2 separate regions of the Capra hircus genome follow, and region 1 is linked to region 2. Evidence: chromatin contacts called from public Hi-C data. All regions are on one chromosome and are shown on one strand. The core of a region is the stretch at or near the end of the contact, and the rest is flanking DNA. Distances in the headings are between cores, read along the strand shown. Region 1 overlaps TNRC18 (trinucleotide repeat-containing gene 18 protein). Region 2 overlaps FBXL18 (F-box/LRR-repeat protein 18).

What was found. Hi-C and Micro-C count contacts between places; a contact is called where the count stands out from the background.
Region 1: a contact with region 2 is called in a Hi-C map of blood, with 1.9 times the contacts expected there. The contact joins two enhancer-like sites. A contact is called at or near these places in 2 of 5 Hi-C or Micro-C datasets (both in blood).

Annotation. Positions count from the first base shown.
Region 1 is chr25:39,794,116-39,800,318 of ARS1.2, reverse strand. TNRC18 (trinucleotide repeat-containing gene 18 protein) reads right to left here. Exons shown (of 28, transcript XM_018040297.1): 15 at 4,265-4,540. Among named protein-coding and RNA genes, the nearest start is that of TNRC18, 52 kb to the right of the region's middle. Within about 2 kb of position 4,823, at least 1 of the 5 cell types and tissues checked has an H3K27ac peak or open chromatin away from gene starts, as enhancers often do.
Region 2 is chr25:39,685,121-39,691,924 of ARS1.2, reverse strand. FBXL18 (F-box/LRR-repeat protein 18) reads right to left here. Exons shown (of 5, transcript XM_018040944.1): 5 at 1-249. The coding sequence ends at 93. Among named protein-coding and RNA genes, the nearest start is that of FBXL18, 20 kb to the right of the region's middle. Within about 2 kb of position 2,929, at least 1 of the 5 cell types and tissues checked has an H3K27ac peak or open chromatin away from gene starts, as enhancers often do.

The DNA.
Region 1 (6,203 bases), core at 3,574-6,073, 110 kb before region 2:
AACGAGTCAGAGCCTTGGCCAGGGCCGGCGCCGCCCCCCCGCGCCGCCACAGCGCCAGCAAGGGGGCCGCGGCTCCAGCCCACGTGCCTCCCGCCCCCCGCCGCCCCCAGCCTTCAAAGCCAGCCCAAGACCTGGGCGTCCAGGGCAGCCCAGAGGTGGGCGGCGGCTTTGGGAGTCGAGTGTTCCTGCAGGGGAGCACCAACATGCACCTGTGCTGTGGGGGGCGGGGACGGACACACGGACGAGGACTGGAGACAGCGCTCTCCACGGTCTCACACGCACACACGCGCACACACAACCCAACACACACGTGAAAGCTGGGGGAGGAGGCGGGAGGAGGAGGAGGAGGAGGGAGGCGAGGGCGGGGGGGGCAGGAGGGCGGGAGGACCCTGAGGGCGCAGGCCGGGCGCTGGCCCCAGGGTGTGTGGGGGCGGGCAGGGGGCGGTCTTGCCCGCAGGAGGCCTGGGGGTCGGCTGGCAGTAGAAGGTGGAGTTCGGTCTCATCTCCGAGTGGGTAGGGGGCTCCCATGACGGCAACCCTCAACGGGCTCTGGGGTCCACAGCTGAGGCCCAGCACCCTGGGGAAGCCTGAGGCAAATCCACAGTCCTCTCTGAGCTACTGTTTCCTTATCTGTGAGAATCTCAGCTCAGCTCAGCTCAGCCAACGGGGCCACAGCCCTGCTACACCTCCGGGGCCAGGAAGCGGGAAGGGAGCCGCAGGGCCGGTCGGCCCACTCTGCTCCGCACAGTCAGGTGCTCAGGCGGCAGAGCAGGACTCGAACCCGGGGCTGGCAGCTCACCGCCCACGGCCTAGCGGGAAAGTCAGGGAGCCCCAGCCCACCTTGCTGGGTGGTGAGACAGAAAGGTGCCTCTCCCCAAGAACTGGCCCAGCTCGGACCATCAGCACAAAGGCGGGGCGGGCAGTGCAGCTGGAGGCCGAACCAGGGAAGGTGACCTTCCGTGCACGTGAATTAAGTCCTCCGCCAGAAAGAGAGACGGCCTGGAGGTGCAGGCCAGCTTCCCCGCCTTTCTGGGGAGACAGCTCAGCTGACCCCACCAGGGCGGTGGGTGGGAGGGCACCCAGCCTTCTGCCCGTGAGGTGCTATGGCCAAGGAGGTGCCCGTCTGCCCGGGGCGCTGGGAGCCTGGAGGGGACTCACCAACAAGAAGAGGAAGGAGGACTATGAGCTACTGCCTCTCTGCACTGTCTGGGGGCCGGGAGTCACGGTCCAGGGGTGGGTGAGCCCTAGATGGTGGCCAACTCCACATTCTCCTGCCAACGCCCCCAAGCCGCCTGCTTGCTGTGCTGCAGCGAGCGGCCCAAAGAGGTGGCCTCAGGGGTGCCAGGGAGGACAGGGGGTGCGGTGGGGGGGTCTGGTCTGCCTGTCCCAGCCGAGGGAGCCCTCGGTGAGGGAGGCGGACGAGAGCTTGAGGGAGGCCCGGAAGGGGCTGAGAAAGGAAGGAGGCAGAGAGAGAGGAGGGCTGTTAGGAGGGGTGAGCGGACGGAGACCCGGCTCCCTGAGCGATGGGGGCAGCGGGATGGAGGCTGGCGGGGCGGGCAGGCGGCAGGCAGGCAGTGCACACTTGCGATCCATTCACATTGCGGACGTCACATGGTTCTGTCTCCGCCCAGTGGGCCACAGCGGCAAAGCAGGCTAAGTGTAGGCAGACTTTTGGCAGCGCCTGGGTCCCCCGCTTCGGGCAGGCCCCCCTCCACCTTGGGGCTTGGCCAATCTGAGCAGGGTGGCGGGCAAGGGGCTGGCTGGGCGGGGGGGAGGGCTGTGGGGTGGGACGTGGGGCTGCTCAGGTGTGGAGACTCCGGCTCTCTCTCCCACCCAGGGTTCTCGCTCTGGCTCTGGGTTTCTGGATGTCTGGAATGTCTGCATTGGATCCCAGAAAGCCAGGAGTGGCCTGAACCCGGCACTGCGAGATGGAAGAATGTTTGGAAAGCAAAAAGCCAAAAGAAAGGGCATGTCTCCCACAAAAGAAATGCCGCCTGGGTCACTCTGGTCTCCCGAGACCCTTTCCCACCTCGTGCTTCCACGAGCCTGCGGGCCCGCCCTGGCTCCCTCCCAGGGTGGCCAGCCTGCTCAGGCCAGAGCCCAAGCGGGTAGGGGAAGCTGAGAGAGGGAAGGTGTCTCGGGACCAAGGAGCCTTTCTGGAGTTATCCACACCTGAGGCAACAGAGCTTGCCAAGGGCAGGGGGAGGAAAAAGTCCCAACAAAGAAACCTGAGGAAATGCAGAAAAACTTTTTTTTTCCCCAGGGGGAAAAAAAAAACCACCTGTTGGCTCAATATGTGGGGGTTGGCTCTTGTCACTTGGTTTTTCAAAACCCGATCCGTAAATGCCAAAGTGATCCGCTGCTGCCATAGCCGGTGGGGGCAAACCCCGAGGGGTGGGGGGTGCAGAGGGGACACAGAGAAAGGGGTTGTGCCTACCTACGGAGCAACGAGCCGGGCTCGCACCCAAGCTCAGTGACCCGCTGCGCGTCTGCCCTACTCCCAGCCTTCGCTGTGCGTCCAGAGTGCAGCGTGAGAGCAAATGCAAGAGACCGAAACAGACATTCAAAGCGTCATGGGGAGGGGTCAAGGGTGAAGGTATGGCCAAGCTGCTGGGGGGAGAAAGCAGACACACCAGAGAAGCCAAGCCAGTTAGGTGTTTTAGTACCAGGCGTCAGGAAGGCCCTATTACCCAAATATCCCTTTGGAGACCTGACCAACGGTCTGGGTGCAGCGGAGACCCGCCTGCCCCCTGCACAGGCTCTGTCTGATGCTGGGTCTGGTTCTGGTGGGTGGGCCCCTGGCTACCAGATCTGGGATGCTGCCTGCTTCTCTGTGGGCTCTGGGCTAGGGCGGGAGAGCTCCAAACCTTGGAAGCTGGAACTCTGGCCTCTGAAGGGGAGGAGGCGTGGGGACCCAGCCCCGGGGAGGCGAGAGGGGAATGGGGAACCAGCCAGACGTGTCCACAGAGGCCTCACAAGACGAGGCCGGCGGGAGACCTACGGCCCAGGCTGTGCTCGCTCAGGTGTGGCAGCCACACAGGGAGCCTGAGCCCCGAGGCCCTGGCTCCATCCTCTCCTGATCATCCAAACGCTTCCCAGTCAGGCTCAGACCCCCAGGGCACTGCAATCCCCGCCCAGCTCTGGGGTCCCTGAAAGGGGTCTGCCCTGAAGCAAACCCTAACCCCCACCTCAGGACATCTGGGAGTGGAGGTTCTGGAAGACTGAGACCAGTCAGTCTACCAGGGAGCTCACAGGGTCGCTGAAACCAACCCTCTCTGCCTAAGTGAGGCCGGGGGGCAGACCAGCCTGGGACTCCTGGGGCTCCTCTGAGCTCTGCCCCTAACAAGGCAATGAAGCCTTGGGATTTCACAACAAAACTCGGGGACGCAGAGTGCTCTTGATCCTGCACTGCCTATATGCCCTCCAAAGCAGAAACACGTGTTAGAAAATGAGCGTTTGCAAGTATTTTTTAACCACTGTTGCATAAAAAGCTTTAAGAAAACAAAAGACAAGCAGCTTAAAAAAAAAAAAAAGATGAAGCTTGAGGTGAAAGCAGCTGACTTTAAACCTGGGAAATGAAAGGCATGCCGACAGCTCCCAGGGATACTTGAATAACAGACAACGAAGACTGCATGTTCCATCTACCCCCTTCTGGGGTGGGGGTGGGGTGGGGGGGTGAGGGTGGGGTGGGGGTGGGGAGGGGGGAGGGGGGAACAGATGAGGGAAGCGGCACCCTAATGGTCCAGTCAGGACACAGCAAGAGAGACAAGGCACACGGGTTTAGTTAAAAATGAACTCGGTATGTTTAATAAAGCTTGGTATTACCAAAATCGCGGTACAAACATCAAGTCACACGCCCACACGACAGAATTCCATTTACAAAACGTCCCCTGGGAGGCCTCCGCAGCCACGGCCACGCTAGGAGGACCCACCCAGGCCTGCGGTCCAGGGGTGGGAAGGCGAGGGTAGGGGGGCGGGCGGGCAGAGGTGGGAGAAGGGAAGGAAGACTAAAAACAGTCCATATAAAAGCTCAAAAAGAGCCAGCCAATGGTATTATCACAATGATACAGGTACAAATAAAAACAAAAATAAAAGGACCCAGGCTGATACAGCAGGCTACGCTGCCAAGACCCGGACGGCCACCTGGCCGGGCCATCCCAGCGGCTCCCGGCCGCCCTCCCTGCGCTCGCGCTCCGCTCTCGCTCTCGCACTCACTCGCTCGATAGGAAACATGGAAGGTTATTTTGTGTTTGGAGCTAGTAACCTTGGTCAAATGAGTCCTCCGAGGAATCGCTGAAGGAGGAACGGGGCTCGACCTCTTGAAGCAGCAAACAAAACGGCTGCTTCCTGCCGGCGGCCGGCTTGGGCTTCAGAGTCCGGGCGCCCGCCAGGCCCCTCTTGGTCAGCTTGGGGCCGCCAGCTGGCTTGCTATTCTTCGCCACCATGCCACACAGGAGGGAATGTGTCAGTTTGGAGCTGGAGGGGCCCTGGGCAGCCCACTCGTCCTTCAGGAATTCCTCCTCTTCCTCTGAATCCGTATCTGCAGTCAAAGTAGTTTTTAATAAAGATAAGTCACAGAGCCAGGGGAGGGAGGGGGCTAGGGTCTCTTGTATTAGCCTCGGCGCCTTTGAGGACACTCTGCCACGTGCCAGAACCAAGGTCCAAACGCCCACCGGCCATGGAACCAGCAGCGTTCCACCGCCTGGCGCGCTCTTCCCCATCTGGCCTCATCTCTCACCTGGGAGGCCTCTGAGCCGCAGGCCCCACACAACCCAGGCCCTGGCTGGGCCGTCGCCGCTGCCAGCACCACCCACCACACGGCCACAGGGCGAGCAGTCTTTCCTGGCCCTGCAGGAGGCGGGAGCCCCACTCTCAGGTAGGTCTCTGCCTTGCGCGGGGAGGTCACTGCCGAGTCCAGTCCACCCCACAGGACTGCAGCCAGCTCCTTGTGGGGAGGGAAGCAGCCTAAGAAGGGAAGGACTCAGGTAAAGCCCTTCTTTCCCAGAACACCAGCTCGCAGTAGTATTCGGGGCAAGCGTGTAAAGACTCACAACCCAGCTTCCTGCTCAGCAGTCAGCACAGTGGCGTCTGACGAATGACACTGCGGCTCCCAGCCCTACCCCGTTTCTTATCAGAGGCGGGTGACCAGCACGCTGGTTCTGGCCTCCCACGTCTCCAGCCTTGGAGCTGCATGAGGGTTTGGGGAGGGGGCTGTCTAGTGGGCACAGCTCTGGCCCCTTCCAATCCCTCCCCAGGCAGACTCACACCACTTTGGTCTGTTCTACACATGAGGTTGGTGAGCAAGATTCCATCAGACAGAAAGGATCTGAAGCCAAAGGCTGTAATCCCTTCACCTCGTCAAATCCGTTCCAAAGATGGGGAGCGTTAACGAACACATCTGCCCTCCCCAAGTCCAAGAGAAGGAAGGAGTGAGACAGAGAGAGAGAGAGAGAGAGAGAGAGAGAGAGTGTGTGTGCGTGCGCGCGCACGTGTGTATTCTGGGGGTCAGGGTTCTCTGGCTGCCTCCTCCAACATCTATGCTTTCCACTCAACACCCAACTGCAGGGTGGTCTGGCAACTTGGTGGGACGAGGACACGCCTCTGCCCGTCCCCCAGCCACAGCTCTCCCTCCCATGTGCTCCATCCTGTCCTTCTTGAAGCCACTTGCCGGGCTGGACAAGTCCATGCGTGACAAGGACCAACTTGGCTTCCCACCAGAACCCACCAAGCAAGCCACCAGATCCCTACAACCCACAGTGAAAGCGCAGGAGGGCGACGTTCTCTCTGCCCATCTCCTCCTGGTACGGCATCTCAAAGCTAGGAAACACCTTGACCTCTTCGTGACCCCGCTTGCATGCATTTACCGGAAAGGCAAAAAGACTAATGTGAAAAACAGAAGAGACGCACTCTCTCCACAGCCAGCCACTCTCTCCACTCTCTCTCACATCATAGCCACCAGCTAACTGCAGACAGGCCTTTTGACTACCCTGTGGCAGCATTAACCCACTTCTCTCAACTGAACAGTGCAGTTTTAGACAAGAGAGTAACAGAGATGAGCAATCTGAACACTGCTTTGCATGCCTACACATATCTGCCACAGTGGACTTGGCAGCCTAGAGTCCCCCCTCCCCCCTGCAAAGACCTCAGCTTATCTCTGGACTCTAGCCTGAACCCCACCTCATCCCCCTGTAAGCAGGGGAGAG
Region 2 (6,804 bases), core at 1,680-4,179:
GCGGGCAGGGGCAGCAGCCGTGGCTGAGGGGGAGGCCACGCGCCCGTCCAGGCCGTACTGGGTCCGTGGCTGCAGCTGGGCGCCCACTCCCGTCACCACCACAGGTTGGGGGGCTCCTCGGCCACTCTGCTTTTAAACAAGGTGACCTCATCCAGGTGCACCATGGGTACGTCCCGGATCACGTCGGTCAGGCCCTCGTGGAGCAGGGGGAAGACGACGACGTTCAGCGCCGGCCGCTCCGCCTGGAAACTGAACCAGAGGCAAGCCGTTAGCGGGCCGCGCGCAGACAGGCCATGTCCCCAAGGGGCGGCGGCGGGGTGGGAGGTGTCCCTGAAGGTGACACCAGGGAGCCGCAGCACTGAGGTCGCACAGGCAGGACTCAGCGGGGGCGGGGGCCAGGCGGCCAACCCCGTGCACACACAGACCACCCAGGACACCGACTCCCAAGTCAGGTGACGCCATCACTCTGCCGGGAGGACTCACCCCGGCGCCTGCCGCTAGCCCCGACCTCTGCCAGCATGTCAGACCAGCCTTCCACCTCGCGCACCCTTGGGCAGCAGGCTCTACCCCGTGGTGGGGGGGGCGACAGTTTACAAGGAGCATCTGCCGGGCCGGGCACGGCGCTGGAGCTGACAAGATGTCACTACAGGTCACCTCCCCGCAGCCCCTGGCCAGCGAGGTGACCGCCCCCTTCCCACCCACAAGCCAAGGTGCCTCTGGTCATGGGAGGAACTTCCATCCCATGTTATCATGAAGGGCGAGGGGCAAGAAGGTGGCCACGCGATTTGCCAAAGCTAAAGCCAGGCCACCCCCCAGCCCATGCCTGCCGCCAGGAATGAGGAAACCGTGGTCCCAGCCTCCCTCGATTCCCCCAGCCAAGTCCCGCCCCCCTGCAGCAGTGCACTGGATTTACGGCGTGTGCAAACTGAACGCCAGAAAGGCATTCATAAAACCTGATGTTGTGGCAATAAAGATGCCGAGGAAATGCCTCCTGGTTCTCAGCACCACATTCTGCTCCTGGCGGGAGCGTCTGTGACCATGAGCCTCGTGGGCAAGTCCTCACCTGCAAGCCTGCTGTGCGATCTACTTGACTTGAAACAAAATACTCTCAGGTGTGGGACGTGCGTATAAGATGCCTGCCTGCCCACCTGCCTCCCTGAGGCTCTTATGGAGCCTCAAGATGCCAAAGGGGATTAACTTCTCACCGGAGCCCGGAATGCAACTGCCCCTTCCGAGCAGCCCTGACCTACGACTCCTGCCCCAAGTAAACTGACGTCCTTCCCAAGGCTTTCTTTGGGGTCAGCACCCAGGTCGGCCCCGACCTTGACAGAGCAGGGGCTGGCGGGGGTGCTCAGCTGCCCTCATACCTCTGAAAGGCACCTCCCAGACCAAGAAGCCCACACGCCCTGCCAGCTGGAGTCTCACCGTCCCTACTCAGCGAGAAGCCTGGACAAAACACGGACGAGGGGCAACAGCAGGCAGAGCCAGCGCTCCTCCGAGGGTGGGGCTGGGGCTCCCTCCCCCTTCCCGGGGCGAGGAGACAGGCTCTTGGTGGGGCTTGTGTGGAGGGCCGTAGAGCCACGGGCTTTGCAGGGTCACGTGCACGTGGGTTGTAATGTTTGTGTGTACAGTTCAAGTGTGGTTTGAGACTGGAGTAAATCGATACAAGGAAAGAAAATTAAACTCCTTGCTGCCCCCCATGTTCAGAACGAGACGGATGAGCCACAGCAGGGGAGGCTGCCTCTGAGGGCCGCTCCTCTGACCAGGGCGAATCGCACCACGAGACGAAAAGACCCACGGCTGCATGCAGCCTCAGGTTGCAAGGACAAAAGCCAGGCCTGCCAGGCTGATGGGCTCACCTCCAGGCATGGTGCGCGTGTCCTCCCGGGCAACCCCACCGGGGCACCGGCCCCCATGCCCGGCTCCACCCTCAGCAACCCCCACACCATCCCGGGCAGCAGAAGCGGGGAAGCCCCTACCTCCCCTCACACAGCTAGCCTGGATCTCATCTAGGGTAGAAAGAGGCAGGATGTCTGGAGCCCGCACTCAGTCCACACACACTCTGAACCTGGCATCTGCGAGCTCGGCCACCTGGCCCCCACAAGGGGCAACAAAAGCTCTAGAAGGCGAGAGGAAACGCCGCCCTGGATGCCGTCCCTCCTGGGGGGCCCAAGGGCACCAACAAGATACAGAGCTTCAGAAGGTTCAACTAGACTGACTCTGCCGCTCGCAGCGGCCGGAAGGGAGGAGCCACGCCGAAGAAAACTTTCTACACATACACCAGGGGATTTCCAAGGGGCGTCTGGGTACTTGAGAAGCTCAGCTGCCCCAAATGCCTTCTCCGAGCCTCCAGGGAGCAGACAAGATTTTGCTTGTCTTAAAACCATTGTTGTGTTCAGAGAGAAAACATGCCAAAGTGTAAGGTGAGCACAGGGCCCCCAGCCCCCGGCAGCTCTGCCAGCCCCTCCCGCGGCACCAACGCACCCTCTCCAGCTGTGCTGAGCACGTTCCTCCTGGACACGGCCTGGCTGATGTCTCAGGATGCAGACAACGTGAGTCGGGTTTGGTGAATTTCCTTCAGTCCTTGGGGCTATGTCCAACCTGCGCCCAAAGCAATAAAGCACCCGGGCCGGGGACCACCTCCTCCATGGTTCTGTCCCGGCCAGTGGGCCACTTCCCCAGGGGACACAGTTTAAGGACCCCTTCCCATGACCATATTGGTAAGCCTCGTTTGACACAGTTGTTTCCTCAGGATAAATTCCAGAAACAGGGCCATTGGGTCCGAGGGCACAAACACGTCAACATGTCAAAAGACAGGCCCATGGAGGACTCGGACGCCACAGCAAAGAGCCAAGGGGACGTGGCCGCAGAGCGATCAGGGGCGGGGGGACGAGGAGGGGCGGCCCGCGGCGCATCTGCCTGTGGCTGACATGAGGGGGCAGCTGTCCGGGAGGCTGAGCCCCAAGCTCGCCACCGACACAGGACTCGACAGGGCAGCCACAGCCTCAGGACCTCAGGCCCAGCCATGGCCCAGCGGACGGAGAGGGGCGTTCTGAGCAGGCAGCTCTGAGCCTGAGGTCTGTGAGTGCGTGAGGGGGCCCCAGGGACCTCGGTCTCCATGCTTGGCCCTGCAGGTACCTCGGAGCTGGAAGGGCTCCAGGAGGGGCTGGGTGAGGCCTCGGGCTGGCAGCAGCGCTGGCTTGCTTCTTGGCCTGAGAAACTAGAAAAGAAATGAAAGTTGGCAGCCTCGGCCCCCCTGCCCCACCCAGATAAAAGTGTTATAGAAAAGCCAAAATCATAAGACCTTTTATAAAAGCTCCTCTCACTGCAACAGGGATTTTCAAGAAGCAAGGAGGTGGGCGGTGGCCAAGAGTAAAACAGTTACTAAAGCTTCCCAGAACTCAAGACGCGCTCCAGGCGGGTGTGCGGGGCGTGCCCTCCGAGCTCCCCGCCAAGCCTGCAGGGACCCCCAGGGCCCCTTGGGGCAGCCTGGATCCGCCTTCATGCAGAGGAGCGGGCAGGGAGAGACCCTCCCTGTCAGGGCTAACAGGTCCCCCACCCACATGGAGAAACAGGATTGTAGACCCCATGGGCTTAGGCCCCTGGAGCTGTAACTCGATGTGAGGCTCTTTCACCAGCAAGGCCTGAAGGAGGGGGGCTGGGGTGAAGCGGAACACAGAGCAGCTGGTTTGGGGTGTCCCTGGGGCATCACCCCTTCCCCCCAACAAAGACACCTCCAGGACCAACACCGCAGACTTCTCATAGCCTTCAAGAAACATCTCCGAGAGGCGCCAGAGAGAAACAGGGTACGCCCCTGCTTTTGAGACACACTGAAAGCTTCCCCGTGGTGACCCCAAGTCTCTTATAGGCTGCGTTTCATTACATTGGCCGGATGTGTCATAATTTACTTCCCAGCCCTCCTACAAATGGGGGGCTTCCCACGTGGCTCAGTGGTAAAGAGTCCACCTGCAATGCAGGAGACGTGTGTTCAACCTCTGGGTCAGGAAGATCCCCTGGGGAAGGAAAACGGCAACCCACTCCAGGGTTCTTGCCTGGAAATCCCATGGACAGAGGAGCTGGAGGGCCACAGTCCATGGAGTCGCAAATGAGTCAAGCATGAATGACGGACTAAACAGCAAATCCTACTGATGTGCTCTTGGGTTGTGTTCCGTCTTCTGTTAAAAATAAACAGTCCTGCCGCCACCAGGAAGAGCTCGGTGTAAACCCTGCCTCAGGCCCAGCTGCAGGACGGGAGCCTGGAGCTTGGCTGGGTCACGGCTGTGAGTTCAGCCTCCACAGAGCTGGCCCACCCGCCTCCGGTGACAGGTGGTCCCCTCCCTCCACTAACATGAGTGGGCTTTGCCTGAAGGGTGGAAAGGGTTGCACCAACGTGCTCCAGGGGCTGTGTGGACCCGTGTGACCAGCGCCCACATGAGACTGCAGCCACCCCCCTCCAGGAGGTCACCACCACCTGTACCAGAGCGGACCACGGCCCGCTCCGCACTTTCCAGAAGCAGGGCTCTTCCGGCCTTCCTCACAGGGGAGGCTGGGTCCTTTCTCTGTCCCGAGCCCCCGGCCGTCTGCCTGGTGTGAAGGTTGTGTTGGGCCCATCCCCTCAGCTGTGCAGGCAGGAGGCCAGGACACTCAGGTCTCTGCCTGTAACAGGGCCGGCAGGTCAGGTTCCGTACATGATTTTCTGTTTTGTTTTGCCTTATTTTGTTGTTTTGGCTGTACCGGGTGGTTTGTGGGATCTCGGTGCCCCGATGAGGGATGGAATCCCAGCCAAGGCAGGGAAAGCCTGGAATCGTAACCGCTGGACCTCAGAGGCGTGCAGGTGAGCGGGCAGGTGCTTCAGTCATCCTCTGAGCTTGAGGCAGGGAACCGCGTGAGAAAGGGTGGCGACAAGCCCCTCCTGGTCATGATTCCGGGTGGAACGTGTCCTGCTGTGATGTCTGAAGCCGGCGCCATCACCCTGAGCCAAGGCACCACCTGCTGGGCGCCTCGCAGAAGCGCAGCCGGGACCCCATGCCCCGCAGTAGAGGCCTTGTGGGAACACAGACGAGTCCTTCCAGCGCGGGTCCTGCTACACCTCCACCGCCTCTCAGAGCCTCGGTCCCCCCACTTGTGCTGGGGCTCGGGGCGCACAGCTCACAGGGCTCTGGGGCGGCGGGAACCACAGAGGCAGGACATGGCAGGAGGAGCCCACGGGGGAGCCACGCTCCAGCACGCACAGGGCTCCGGGCACCTCAGCCGCTCAGCGGGTCCGCGCCACGGCCCCAGCCTGCGGCCAGGAAGTCTACCCAGCCAGCGTCGACCTCAGGCCCAGACACCAAGGGCAGAGACACAATGGTGAGTGGGGAGTGCCCCCCCACAACACCCGGCTGTTCTCCAGGCTCCCAGGTGCAGGCTGAGAGAAGAGGGCGTCACGAGTGCAGAGTCAGCTGTGAAGGCCAGGCCAGAGCCACCACAACGTCCTGTGACGGACAGCAAACGGCATTAAAAGGGAATGTGTGCAGATTTAACAACACACAGAGACTCCCCTGATGGAGCGCTAACTCAACAAAATCAGCACAAAACCACATAACAACTCCATCCTAGAACTGCTGGCCACTTTCAAGGGGAGCTTCCACTTGAAAACAGCTTGATCCACAGTCTAAGTTTTTACAAAGATCATGAACATCAGGGAGGAGAAAACTCTTGCTAGGATTTCTCCTGAGAAAGGCGACAGCAAACTGCAAGGACCGGCGACCCCACAAGGACCGTGTGGTGGGGCGGCCTGAGCCCTATGACTCCAGAGACCTCCTGGCTGATGGAGCGTCTGTAACTCTGTGCCCAGCCTGGCCTCCTCCGTCACATTTCCCCATCCGCGGGACATGGAGATCTGGGAGGGGAGGCTGGGACCCCCGGGCCACACTCGACGGCTGCCAGGGGCACTGCCGTGGCACCACGTTCCCTCTCCAGGGGGCCTAAGCGCTTCATGCCCCTGGGGACCCACTCGGGGCAGACTCCCCTCCCCGGGAAGGGCTGCTCCAGGTCCACACTCCAGTCCTGGGGGCCGATATACGTTCCTGCTGGACCGGTTGTCAAACTCCAGGACCCGCTAGGGAAGGACACGGCCTGGTGTGTAAACACTGCACACCTTCTGCAAAGGCCCGGATGGGCAAGGGGGACACACAGACCCACAAGGAGGCAGAATCTTGTGAGCTCTCCACCCTTGCCTACAGCCCCTCAAACACCTGCTGCTTCTAAATCTGAACGAAGTGCAGAGACATGGAAGGCTGGAGACTGAGAAGACGTCTGCACAGCCCACAGAAGCAAAAGCGGGACGCGGCTCCCTTTATGAGTGTGCTCAGTCCCGCTAACCGCACACCGTGAAACAGTCAAAGCCGTAAACTTCAGGTTACGCGTATTTACAGATCTTTTAAAAATACCACCTTCTCTGGGTTGGAAAGATCCCCTGGAGGAAGGCATGGAACCCACTCCAGTATTCTTGCCTAGAGAACCCCATGAACAGAGGAACCTGGCAGGCTATAGTCCCTAGGGTCACACACAGTCGGACACGACTCAAGCGACTTAGCACACTTACTGAAAAAAGAAAACTCTTTAGCATCGGGAAGGGCTTCACCAGGCCTGGTTGGCAGGCGCACAGCCACCAGAGGCAACTGCAGTCAACCTCTCTTGAGACTTAGATGCCACCCCCAACCCTGACTTCTCCAGTGTGCGCTGGAAGGCTTAGAAACCCCAGGAGGATCTCTGCACCTGACATAGCTGGCCCTCGCAGAGGACTCCAGGGACCAGGAGAAC